Regions from separate parts of the Mus musculus genome. Here region 2 is linked to region 1. Evidence: chromatin contacts called from public promoter capture Hi-C data. All regions are on one chromosome and are shown on one strand. The core of a region is the stretch at or near the end of the contact, and the rest is flanking DNA. Distances in the headings are between cores, read along the strand shown. Region 1 holds the start of Dll1 (delta like canonical Notch ligand 1). Region 2 has its middle 8.0 kb from the start of Gm5091.

Region 1 (5,981 bases), core at 3,245-5,744:
GTTTTACAGCCTATATGTGAAATATATATATATATATATATATATATGAAGAAGAAAAGGTGAGCCAGGCATGGTGACTTTAGGGAGCCTGAGAACTATTATGAGTTCAAGACCAGGCCATATTACATAGAAAAGCTCCTGAGCAACGTAGAAAGTCTCACAGGAAAAAAAGAAGAAGAAGAAGAAGAAGAAGAAGAAGAAGAAGAAGAAGAAGAAGAAGAAGAAGAAGAAGAAGAAGAAGAAGAAGAAGAGACAAAAAATAACTTTGCAAACTTACTTGCACTCCCCTGGTTTGTCACAGTATCCATGTTGGTCATCACACCCTGGCAGACAGATTGCTGCAAACAAATAAAAACATAGGTTGGAGCTCCAGCCCAGAGACTCCCCAGTATCACCAGGTGGAACTGAGGAAAATTAGCAGGACCTACTCTGTAGGTCCAGGCTGAGTGGATCTCAGGTCACAGAGCCTAGCCCACCCTGGCTGGTGGCTTTGGACTTCATTCAGGCAAGGAATGAGAATTCTTCTTAACATAGTGCGTCTAGGACAAAAGGGCTCTCAGAAGCCCCTACTCCTACCCCTGTCCCTTTTTCTTCTAAAAGAGGGTCAGAAGTCTTCTCCCTCCTCCTCCCCCACTTCCCAATTCTATGCACAAAGCCCCACCTCTTCATATCCCAGAAAGTGTGTGTGCAGATAAGAGTGGACAGCTGGTGTGCAGCGTGCAGGGCAGGACAGCTGCTCCATTGTGTCTTCCCTCCCGCAGCTGCCCCAGCACAACAATGCTGCCCCCCCACCCCCACCCCACCCCGGCCCTAGCCATGTGTGTATGCGCTCACACAAGCGCGTGTGCGCACGTAGCCTTCTACCAATGGGAGCAGGCAGTGTCCCCACCGCCTATCCTCAGAGAGATCTAATCTATGGCACGTGTAAGTAGGGGCGGGGAGAGACCCCAGTGTTTGAATAAGAAAAGTTTAGATTTCTAGCCACCCCAGAACTATTGGCCCTGAGAGAGGAAAGCTACTGTGGGAGGTCAGAGGCGCCCAAAGGGGTAGGGGGGCAGGGGTGGCCACAGGCTGAGGCTTTGAGCTGGCTCACTTCCCCAGTTATGAAACTCATTAATGATCAGCAACTCCAGTTCTTAAGAAAACAGCCAAATTCTTGGCCAAGACGGGAGGGGGGGCGCTCAAAGGATATGGGAAACTAGGCAACAATATGTCCAGGCTCTCACTGAAGTGTGGACCCATCATCCTCAGGCAAAAACTAAAGCTAGAAAGTGACTCGATATCCTCCCCCAGGCACGAACAGAGGTTCTGGGCCTCACAGAGTCCAATGTTCAACTGCTGCAGGGCAGAAGAACAAAAGTTCACCAGGCCCTGACGTTGGAAGGAAATGCCATTCCTACAGATTGGGCAGATGAGGCCTCAGATTGCTGGAGAGAGGCCCCCTGAGGTACAAACAGACCAGAACCAGAGCAGAAGTCCTCCCTGTGGCCCTGGTACCCTGGTTTGCAAGAAGATTATAGGACATCAGCTACTGCCTTTCTTCATTTAGACAAGACAAGGTGCCCTTCAGCCATGTAGCCCTGCACTCTGCCTCAGCACACCTGCTAGCATTCCACAATCCCAAGGATTGAAGGATTCCCTGAAGGACAGGGCACACAGAGTACACCCCAGGGAATCTTTGGAAACAGATTTCTGTAGGCAGGTCAGGCACCCTAACTCTGTGGAGGAAAGGGAGGGCTTTCCAATGGGACATTGTTGCAGCAAGGAGAACTGTTGGAAAATGAGCCCTCCACATCCCCGCTCTGTCCCTCCCTTCCTTCCTCTCTTCCCTTTCTAATACAAAGGCCCTAGGGAGAGCACAGCCTTACTTCCTGACCCCTGGCCTTGTCTCTGAACTCCTCCCTGTGAAGAAAAGCAGCTTCCTACAGTGGACACAAGGTCTCCCTTGTTAAAATGCCAGAATCCAGCCTAACTGCCAACGGCCTTAGCAAAACACTGCTCTTTAGGCCTCAGTTTCCCCACTGAGCCATCTCTACCATCTCCTGTTGCAAAGCCTCGTGTCTTTCCCCATAAATGGACCCTTAGGGGTCATTCTCCAGAGGACTCACGGTCAGTGCAGTACTGGCCTTTCCAGCCAGGGTCGCACATCTTCTCCCCTCTGTCCCCGCAGGTGAAGTGGCCAAAGGCGTCATCCCGAGGTCGGCAGAACACAGAGCAACCTTCTCCGTAGTAGTGCTCGTCACACACAAACCGGTAAGAGTACCGGAGGTCTGTGCGGCCGCTACTGTGAAGGTCCTGAGACCATTCTTCTCCCACAGTGAGGTGCCTCTGTGTGGTCAGGCGGCTGATGAGTCTTTCTGGGTTTTCTGAGAGAGAAGATGCTCAGGTTGGTAATGATAACACCTAGACGCTAGGAACCGAGAGAGTGGTATGGATGCTGTCAAGCCAAGGACCCTTCTTCTCTGAACTCCAGGTGCAGAGTGAAGGTAAGAGGCCTGGGCTGAGTGGGTAAACTGTGTATCAATGGGGAGAATGCATAGTTTAGGGGCTTGGAGTCTTACCTGTTGCGAGGTCATCGGGAGAGTCTGTATGGAGGGCTTCAATGATCAGAGAGAAGGTACCCTAGGGAAAGGGGAGAAGATGCTTGATAACCGGAAGTGTGGAGGAGGAGGAAGGGGAGGAGGAGGAGTTGGGAGACTAGGAGTGGGAGGAGGAGGAGCTGGAGGAGGAGGAGAGGCATTAAAGAGAACCAAGTACAGAGGCTCTCAGATCTCTGTGTTGTGCCAATGAAGGTCAACTCCTATCACTTTCCTTAATTAGAAGAATTTTAAAGAGTGTCCCCCCCCACACACACACCGTGTGTGGGTTTGGTTTTTTAAAAACATGTTAATACAGGAAATTGTATTTTAAAAAGGGGGGAGAGTACTTGATGGAGCAAGGTGGGGTGCAGGAAGAGGAGAGGGCAGCTGTCATTTGTTTTCTGGGGGTGGAACCTCGAGGATGGAGAGCAGCCCCAGCACTGGTAGCAACCCAACCAAGGCCTAAGAGCTAGGGGACAAGAACTCTCCCAACTTTGGGGGTAGGGGAGGGAAGCATTCGACCTTTCAGGTAAGTAGGAGGTGTGTGAGAAATGCCCAGGGCTTGCAAAAGCCTCTGGGGTTCCACACCCCCTCCTCAACTGCCAGTCAGTTCCCAGTAAGAAGTCAAGACCTCAGGCGTGTCTTTGTGGGATTCCCCAACCCTTATCAGTGGCCCTTGCCTTCTTCCCACTGCCAACCACCAACCAGCCACCCCTACCCCTCCAGACCCAGCCGAGTGCGCGCAGGTGCCCACTCACTGGCCAGGTGAAGCCGAAGGGGAATCGGATGGGGTTGCTGAAGGCGGGGTCGATGCCTGCGCCATCAGGCAGGCTGAAGGAGTCGACACCCAGCACTGGCGTGACAGCACTGCCGTAGGTGCAGGGTGGCTCCGGTGACACGCTGGCCTGGTAGTGCTTGAGGCATACGCGAAAGAAGGTCCTGCAGGCGCAAGGCGGGCCAGAGCCCCCGCGGCAGCAGTTGCGGTTCCCCAGCAGCCCCTTCTTGTTGACGAACTCCTGCAGCTTCAGCTCAAATACGCCGGAGCTCCAGACCTGCGCGGGGAAGGGGCGTGAGGTCGCGCCGGCGGCGGAGGGACCCGGGGGCGCGCGGGCCCTTGCTAGGACGCAGAGGCCGAGCGCACCTCAGCGCCCATCCGGAGCTGCCCGCTGCCGGGCAGCTCTCGGGGTCGTCGCTGCCGGAGTCACTTGGGGATGGACAGCTGATCGGCTGGTCCGACTCCCCTCCCTCCACCGCGCAGCAGCCCCGCCCGGCCCCCTACCTGGCACAGCAGGGCAGAGACCACGGCAAGGGCTAGCGCGCTCCGACGGCCCATGGTACCGCTGGACGCCCTTGCTCTCCTAGAGTATCCTCTTTTCTTTCTTCTTCAAAGACCCAGGGATGCCAGGAAAGTCTATATGACCCGAGGAGTACTGGCGGAAAGGCGTCTCTCGGCTCCAGGTGTGCTATCAGGGCCAGGTCGCTTCAGGAGGGTGCGGTGCCTTCAGCTAGGTCCCCGGCAAGAGCTCTACGAGGCACTGAGAAAGGACAACTTTCGGTTTCCTCTTCGTCTGGCTTTCAGTCCACGGAGAGGTGAGTGTCTCCTGCTTTCTGGTTTTGTCTTAAGCTTCTTCGCGGAGGGAAAGAGGAGAAAGGAGATAAGACACAGAGGGAAGAGAGCCCAGATGTTCAGCTTAATTCCCAAGAGAGCTTGCAGTGGCTTCCTTCGCAGGCCTATTAGGAAGCGGCGGTCTGGAAATCCCACCGGTGAGGCGATAATCCGGGGCCCCGAGGGGCGCGGTGGGAACGGTGGTGGCAAGGACTGCGGCGCGCGCCCTGGTTTCCCGGCCCGGCGTCACTCGGCAGCCGCTGCCGCTCCCAGAGTGTTCTAGACCGGTATCTCTTGCACTATCGCCAAGCCTCGCGTCTTCCTCAAGAATTCAGCCAATGCCATGCGAGAACACACACCGAGGACCGGAGGCCGAAGCGTGGGAGGCTCCGTGCCGCACCGGTGCTCTCCCGTGACCTGCCCTGGTCAGACAGGGTAACCGCGGGTGCACGCCGGAGGATCTGGCCCGGGCTGGCGCCTGCCACCCTTAAATCCTGCCGGCCGCTCGCATAACTAATGAGATGCAAATGAGCAGCCCCCCAATCTGGCGAGAGCTGTCACAAAGGAGCCACTTTTCCAAACCCTCCTCTCAATGGATCGCCAAATGGTCAGTGAGCTGTAAAATGTGCAACCCTCCTCCCCGCCCCCCACCTCCCCGCCCCCTAGTCCTCTCTGCCTCCGCCCTCGCCCCTTCGCCTCCCTCCCCCAGCGCAAAACCCGCTCATTTACATTCCTGCAAAACGTTCCCGGAGACGAACCGCTCTGCTCCCGGAGCTGGAGCTGAGGCCGCGTCGCCCACCGCCCCACCGCCACAGGCCCGAAGACCCTAGGCACGCTGGGCGGCCTGAGCCTCCCACTCGCGGTCACCGCTAGACTCGCTCGCAGGACGCGGCCTCCGGACCTTGGCGTTTCCAACACTAGCCGCCTAGGCTCTCCTCGTTTGTTCAGTCCTAGGGACTGAGGAACCGGGGAGAGGTTAGAGGCCCGCGTCCCTGCTGCTGCCCCTCCTCCCTGGCAGCCTCTTTCTAAGGAGGAGTCTCCCGGAGGGGGCGGGGGCGGGGTGCCCGGTAGGAAAGGGACCCTTGAAGAGGTGGGCAAAGGGTGGCAAGAGCACCCCGGCAGTTTGGGAAGTTTGGGGAGGTTAGGCACGCTTATACCTCTGGTGAAGCCTGGCGATTGAGCCTCGGAGAGTGCCGATGGGCTAGCGATCCGGGCCGGACACCCCCAGACACCGCAGTGTCCCGGAGCGCTGCTGTCTCCGTGTTGTCCACGATCACTGGAAATGGGGAATTGGGGTCCGGATAGTGTATTCCCTGAGCCAGCAGAGCCAAAAGCTAAGCTTACCCCTTTCCCGGTGTACACACCCTCTCCCGGGAGATTTTCAACCAACACCACCTTCACTGGTGTCCGGTCCCACTCTCCTGGGTATTCCCCTCAGGCCTCCCTCTGCTTGGTAAAAAGTGAGTTTGGTGTGTGTCGTTCGCGTGGCTGTCATTAAGGCAGTCTGTTATTGTGCGAGGCTGAATCAGTGGCTCTTTGTGCGCTCAGCTGTATGGTAATGCAGACAGCACCTGCTCTCTGCACAATGCGGAGAGAAAGAGCTCCCCTCCGCGCACGCCGCGGCCTCTGCGACAATGTCCGGCACATGTTTGAAAGACTCCCCCCACCTCACCCCCCAACACATAACCTTTACACAACCGTCACCTTATTAGGTTTTTACACATCCATCAGACACTAGAACTTTTGTTTTCTTTTTTTTCTTTTTTTTTTTTTAAGGGAAATGAGTTTATTGGGAG
Region 2 (5,821 bases), core at 875-3,374, 130 kb before region 1:
CTGTAAGCCAACGCCAAATATATGTTGTCCTTATAAGAGTTGCCTTGGTCATGGTGTCTGTTCACAGCAGTAAAACCCTAACTAAGACATTCCTGCTTAAAACCTGTCATAGTTTGACAGCTCCTCAAAGGACAAATGTGAAGTTATCCCATGAGCCAAAAATTGAATTCCTAGGTATCTATGAAGGACAAATAAAAACACAACCAGACCTGGAAGCTTTTGTCTGTCACTTCAGCACCTGTGAGACTGAAGCAGGAAGATTCTCTATGAATTTGAGGCTAGCCTAGGATATAGAATGAGACCTTGTCTCAGAAGAAAAAAAAAGTGGAAAAGCATATCCACATAAATACAGACAGTATCACTATTTATAATCAAAGGGCTCCAATTGCTTCATTATTCATCACCAAGAGAGCAATGAAACACTGTGTATCGGGAAAAGCCAATGATGTGTTAGCATGTGACACAACATTAGTCTCCCACACATAGCTGACTGGAAGAAAGCGAACATAAAAGCCCAGGTCTTGGGACCTCATTTACATAAAATGTACAGTGCTCATTTCGGAGGGTATGGTTTGAGAAGACTGGAGATGGGTAGGTAATAGATGGAGGTTTTCTGTGGGGCAATGGTATCCTGATTGGATTAGTGTAGTGCCTGTGTTATGGTCCTAAGAGCCCTTTACATGACAAGTCAAGCTATATTCTCATGAAGTTTATCTAAAAGGCCTGTTCACTGATCTGTACATTTAAAATGAAATGCAACCTTTCCCATGGCTTACAGCTCTGCACAATGGCACCCTCTGTCTCTTCTGCCACCTCCCTTATCTCTTCTTCATGAGTCCCTCCAGTTTCTAGCACCAGAGCCCAGGGATCATCCATAAGCCACCCCCCTCCAGGGGCTCCACACCGTTCTGTGTTCTGTCCACAGTTTCCCAGTATTTACCCAGACCCTTGCCAGGAGCATGTCTCACCCTGATCATCCTACACTCTTCCCAGAATACTTTAGAAGGTATGGCCACGTGTTTCCTTCCTCAATGGCAACAGGTTGTATTGCTATCCTTGGGTCCACGTCACCTCCTCAGGTGCAACCTATGTGAGGTTGTCTTGCTATCTTCCTCACACACAGAGAGAGAGAGGTTGGCAGAGGCTATAATCTCACACTGAAATGTGTGGGTGTCTAGTAGGAGAGGAGCGGTTGAACTTACACACATCCCTGTCTTGCTCACTGGCTGCTCTTGCCCAGATTTCTGATTGTAATTGTGCAGGAAGCTTGCTCAGCTTGCTTTCTTATACCACCCGTAACCACTTGCCCAGGACTGGTACTGCCCACAGTGAGCTGGGCCCTCCCATGTCAATCACGAATCAAGTCAATAACGTCAGACACTTGACTACAGGCCAATCTGTGAGGCCATTTTCTCAGTTATGATTCTCTCATCCTAACCCTTAAGAGACTGGAGGCCCCAGGGAATTTAGAGGTCAGGTGGGGTAGGGAGGTGGAGACATCCACATGAAGACAAGGAGGTGGGGAGGAGGTATGGGATGTGGAACAGTTGGAGGGTGGATGGGGAGGGGGAATAAAATATGGAGTGTAAAAAATAGAAAAAAAAATAAGATTCTCTCTTCCCTGTTAAGTCCAGGTTTTTGTCAAGTTTATAAAAACCAACCAGCATCGGTACTTAACCTTTCCATCCTGAATGAAGAGACATTGGCCAAGGTGACACTTGGATTGGGGCCCTTTCTCACCAATGCCCAAATCCAGAACCTCCCCCACGTGACTAGCTAGGAAGATTCAGGATGGCTACATCATTCTTGCCCGCCCCCCCCACCCCCCACCCCGCAAGAGCTGCCTGGACCATGGCCTCGGATCCCATTCTCCTGGGGAGCTGTACAACTCTACTGATCCTTAGCCCAGTACCAGCTTTGTATATCTAGGGCTTTGCTGTGCTGCTACCTGAGAGCATCGGTGCAAGGACCGGTATCCGGAAAGCAGCCATGGATGCTAGAGGGGGAGCCATTGAGATGCTAAATTCCATCACCAGACCTGCCTCTGGCAGCCATTAGGTTACCACAGTCGGCAAGGCTGGCCCTTTGAAAGCAGACAGGAGCCCTACTGTGAACACACAGGCCCCGCCCCTGTGGCCTGTGTCTGGCCTGGCAGGCATAGCGCTGGGTAGAGCTCAGAGCTACAGCCCCTCTTCTAGCCAGCGAGGGCCCTGCTGGTTCTGACTGAAGCACAGCTATCTGACGTCGGGCTTAATGAAGTCCCTGTGAGAGACAGTGGGGCAGCCTCGCTGCGCAGATGGCTCTTTGTCCCCATTGACACCTGCCATCTGCTTGTTTGTCTAAATGACGCTGCTGGGGCAGGGGGCTCCCAATCTGCTGCCCGGGCCCCGCCCACCTCTATGACCTCCTGACCCTGGGCCAGACAGGTCCTCAGAGTTGCTCTCACGCGGTGCAGTGAGCCTGGCCTGCTCCTGCTCCCAGCCTCTGCCAGGCTGATGCTCCAGTGGCAGGAACAGGGGAAGGGGGGTCAGGGGGAGGAGCAGGGGGAGGTGAGAGAGCAGAGAAAGGGGAGGGGGAGGGAGGAGGATCAAGAAGGAGAGTAGTGAAGGACAAAGACAAGGAGGAACAGAAGACAAAGGGGGAGGGTGGGAGGATGAGAGGAAGCCAAAGAAGGGGAGAAGGAGGTTGAGGGAACGCAGGGATTGAAGGGGAGGCACAGCAGCTGCCCCAGGCCCCTGGTTCCCCTGCTCCAGGCCAGGCTGCAGGCTCGAGTTTCAAAGCTGGGCCCTCACACCTGTTCACAAAGAGAATGTCACATAAAAGAGAGGCAGGACAGGATGACCCGCCTCTGGACCAGACAACAGCAGCCCCGCAATGCTCCTAGCTCTTCTTGCCTCAAGTCAGTTAAGTACAAAGAGAAAAGTTTACTTTTCAAGTTGTAGGGATGACTGCAGAAGACAGAAGAATATATATATATATATATATATATATATATATATATATATATATATCAATTAGAACATTTCTGAGAGTGTTGTGATGATGCCAAACAGGCAGCTTGCCCTGAGCTTCTGAGATATTATGGTTGATCTTTAAAAGGGGCAGTGGTGTGGCCTGGCATTATTACCAACTCCCGAGCAAGGATCAGCCCGTGCGGAAAGCGTAGCCACGTGAACTTCTTGAGGTCTGTCTGCAAAGCTCTAGTTTCCTGAGGCTAATTGAACGGTTACTGATAGTCTCAGAAAGGTTATGCTCTGCCAGAGCTTGGTGGAAAACAGTGGGCTCTGGGCATTTCGACCACTGAAAAGAAAACACTCTATTGGTGCTTCCTTGTCTCCTCTGTTGACTTTAGGTGGGACTCGAAGGCCTGGCTTAAGAGATGGCCTTTGGAGGCCTCCAGCTCAGTTCTCCCAAAGACAAAACAGGTGCTTGACATAGTAACCCAATAAACGTGTCAGCGAAAGGGCACTGCCTCCACCCCAAAGCCACCCTCTTCTGAGCGCCTGGGCTCTGTCTTCCTCTGAACAGAGGCTAAAATCTGGGACTTGCTGATGTGGGGGGCTCCCAGTGCCTCTAAGGAGAAGGAACTCTGCGTGGTGTTCCACTGGAACACCATCTCCATGCTCAGACTTGCAGTGAGGGTGCTGCTATTCACTGCTCTTCACTGTCATATCTTATACTTGGAAGACTGTTGACAGGGTGATGGTATGTCTGCCTACTGATGACCCTGTGGGGTTAAGGCTGTCACCTCCCTGGGTTTGTCATGTGAGAAAATAGCTGCACCGAACACAGGACAGCCCACATCCCCAGCTAGGGCTTGTAGTTCCATCCTGGAGCCAGCCCTCAGAGATGTGAACAGTCTCTCCCCTAGCACCATCCGGGAAATGTTCCTCTCTTCTTGCATACAGTCACTAGACTAATAGTTTGTAGTCAAACGCCATGCTTCCTGTCACTTTTATAGAACTGTACTACATGTTCAGCCATCAAGCCACCTGTGAACAGCAAGCTATTGGTTCCCTCCTTACTGGGGGTCCACCCCACCACCACCACCACCACCACACTGGCCTTCTATACAGGCACAAGAACTTCACATGAAGTCAGGAGGTTTGGCTCAGATATCAAATAACCAGGAGGCATCTGAGTTCTTGGTGGAGACTTTGGGATGGGACACTTTGCAGAGCTAATTGATTTTATAAGTGTTCTTGCTTTGAGTTTCAAGAAAGTAGGGGACATTAGAGACCCTATCGCCAAGGAAGAGGTTGTCTACCTATATGTTCAGGCATGATGACAGTTGGAACTAATTTAAATGCTGATTCAAAGGGAAGACTCCTCCCAGGGAACAGATTAAAGTTGAAATGGGATGCTAAAAGCATGGGTTATTAGAGAGTCCAGTTTAGAAAGACAGCACCCTGGGTGTGCAGGGGCAGGTGATGGAGGTCTCCATGCTGCAATGATCTCCACAGGAAAGACTCCCTAGGGTGGCGACCAATAGTCAAGGGACAAGGTCTTTGTTCACTCAGTCCTATTCTGACCTCTGTCTTTTTTTGAATTATTTTTATATTCTGTATCTGTTGTGTACTTTGTATGCAGGGCCCTGGAGATCATAAGAAGGCATTGGATCCCTGTAACTGGAGTCACAGGGAAGTGTGAGCTACCATGTGGGTGTTGGGAACCAAACCTGGGTCCTCTGCAAGAACAACACAGACTCTTCACCTCCGAACCTCCAGTCCTGACCTGTCTTTCACACCTGCATTCTATCTACAGCCTCATATGTAGGCAGAAGGAAGGAGCAGCCTCTGGTTTTCAGGTCTCCATCTAGCACAAGGGAGAAGAGATCACATTTCACTAAGCTAGAAATTGAAAGAACTAACTGCAGATAATCAGGTTAACCTATCTAATCATACAAAGCTCAAAGAGATGGGCCCCAGCATCTCCCCATTTGACAGATGGGAAATTGAGGCAGGCCCAAGTAAAGCAGAGGGCAAGCCACATATCGGACCACAGGGAGGAAGGCTATCCTGTCTTTTGGCTGCAGGCCCTTCAGCAGTTTATAGTAGTCAATACTGTGTCTATTAAGGTGGGGGATGGGGAGTTTAGAAGAGTTCCAACTCCCTTTGGGAAATAATAGAAAATAAAAGATTTAGTGATGCCACATAAGTCCTAAACCTAAACAAACAAAATATCTAGATCTAGATATACACATATATCTCTAGATATAGAGATAGATGGAGAAGTAGAGAGATTATATATAGGAGGGGTCACGGTGGTCTCAGAGGGAGGTGGCTCAGCCTTAGGCACGACTAAGTAGGAAGGAAGATTTATGTGGTATTGTAGTGTGAAAAAAGATTCCACTCATGGATGATCATCCTTGGGTCCCTTAACATCTTCTCAAATTTTTCATGTAGAGGAACCTTGATTAAGAAGAACATCCCCCAAGGTCCCTCATGTCTTCTCAAAAAATGGACATAACTTCTCTCTGGGGCTATAACTGGGGAGTGATTAACTCAGAATTCTCAGCGATCCTAGGAAGTCCCAAGATCTAAATGTTTATGTGTACACTGTGCCATACTTTCGGCTAATTATATGTCTGAAAATAACTGTGTAGTAAGAGTTCTTTCTGATAGTCCCTGAAATCCTGGGAAAGGCTCTTGTACCAATCAATAGCGCTGCCACAGTTGGTAGCAAATATTTCAGGGGCTGAAACTACCAGACATGCCCATTTCATGGACTCAGTGGTCAGTGGAGGGCTGACTACCTGTACTTGGGGATGTTCTACAGAATTCTGTTCTAAAGGCAGGGTGTGGTATAACTCGACTTTCCT

The links. Promoter capture Hi-C pulls out the DNA fragments that hold promoters and counts their contacts.
Region 2: a contact with region 1 is called in a promoter capture Hi-C map of embryonic stem cells, with 14 read pairs. The contact joins the enhancer-like site here to the promoter of Dll1 in region 1. A contact is called at or near these places in 12 of 39 promoter capture datasets (the HPC-7 cell line, cranial neural crest, embryonic stem cells and 3 more), 18 of 484 Hi-C or Micro-C datasets (the HPC-7 cell line, the N1E-115 cell line, brown adipocytes and 6 more), 25 of 115 datasets of contacts at active chromatin or transcription factors (craniofacial prominence, embryonic forebrain, embryonic hindbrain and 9 more) and 4 of 9 other capture datasets (adipose tissue, embryonic stem cells, liver and 1 more).

Annotation. Positions count from the first base shown.
Region 1 is chr17:15,371,329-15,377,309 of GRCm38.p6, forward strand. It overlaps Dll1 (delta like canonical Notch ligand 1), which reads right to left and starts at 4,495. Exons shown (of 11, transcript NM_007865.3): 1 at 3,859-4,495; 2 at 3,338-3,631; 3 at 2,562-2,622; 4 at 2,109-2,366; 5 at 278-338. The coding sequence starts at 3,912.
Region 2 is chr17:15,245,852-15,251,672 of GRCm38.p6, forward strand. No RefSeq gene overlaps it. Among named protein-coding and RNA genes, the nearest start is that of Gm5091, 8.0 kb to the left of the region's middle. Within about 2 kb of position 2,125, at least 92 of the 459 cell types and tissues checked have an H3K27ac peak or open chromatin away from gene starts, as enhancers often do. A contact at or near this core is called in the N1E-115 cell line, cortical neurons, craniofacial prominence and 9 more, where this site is marked.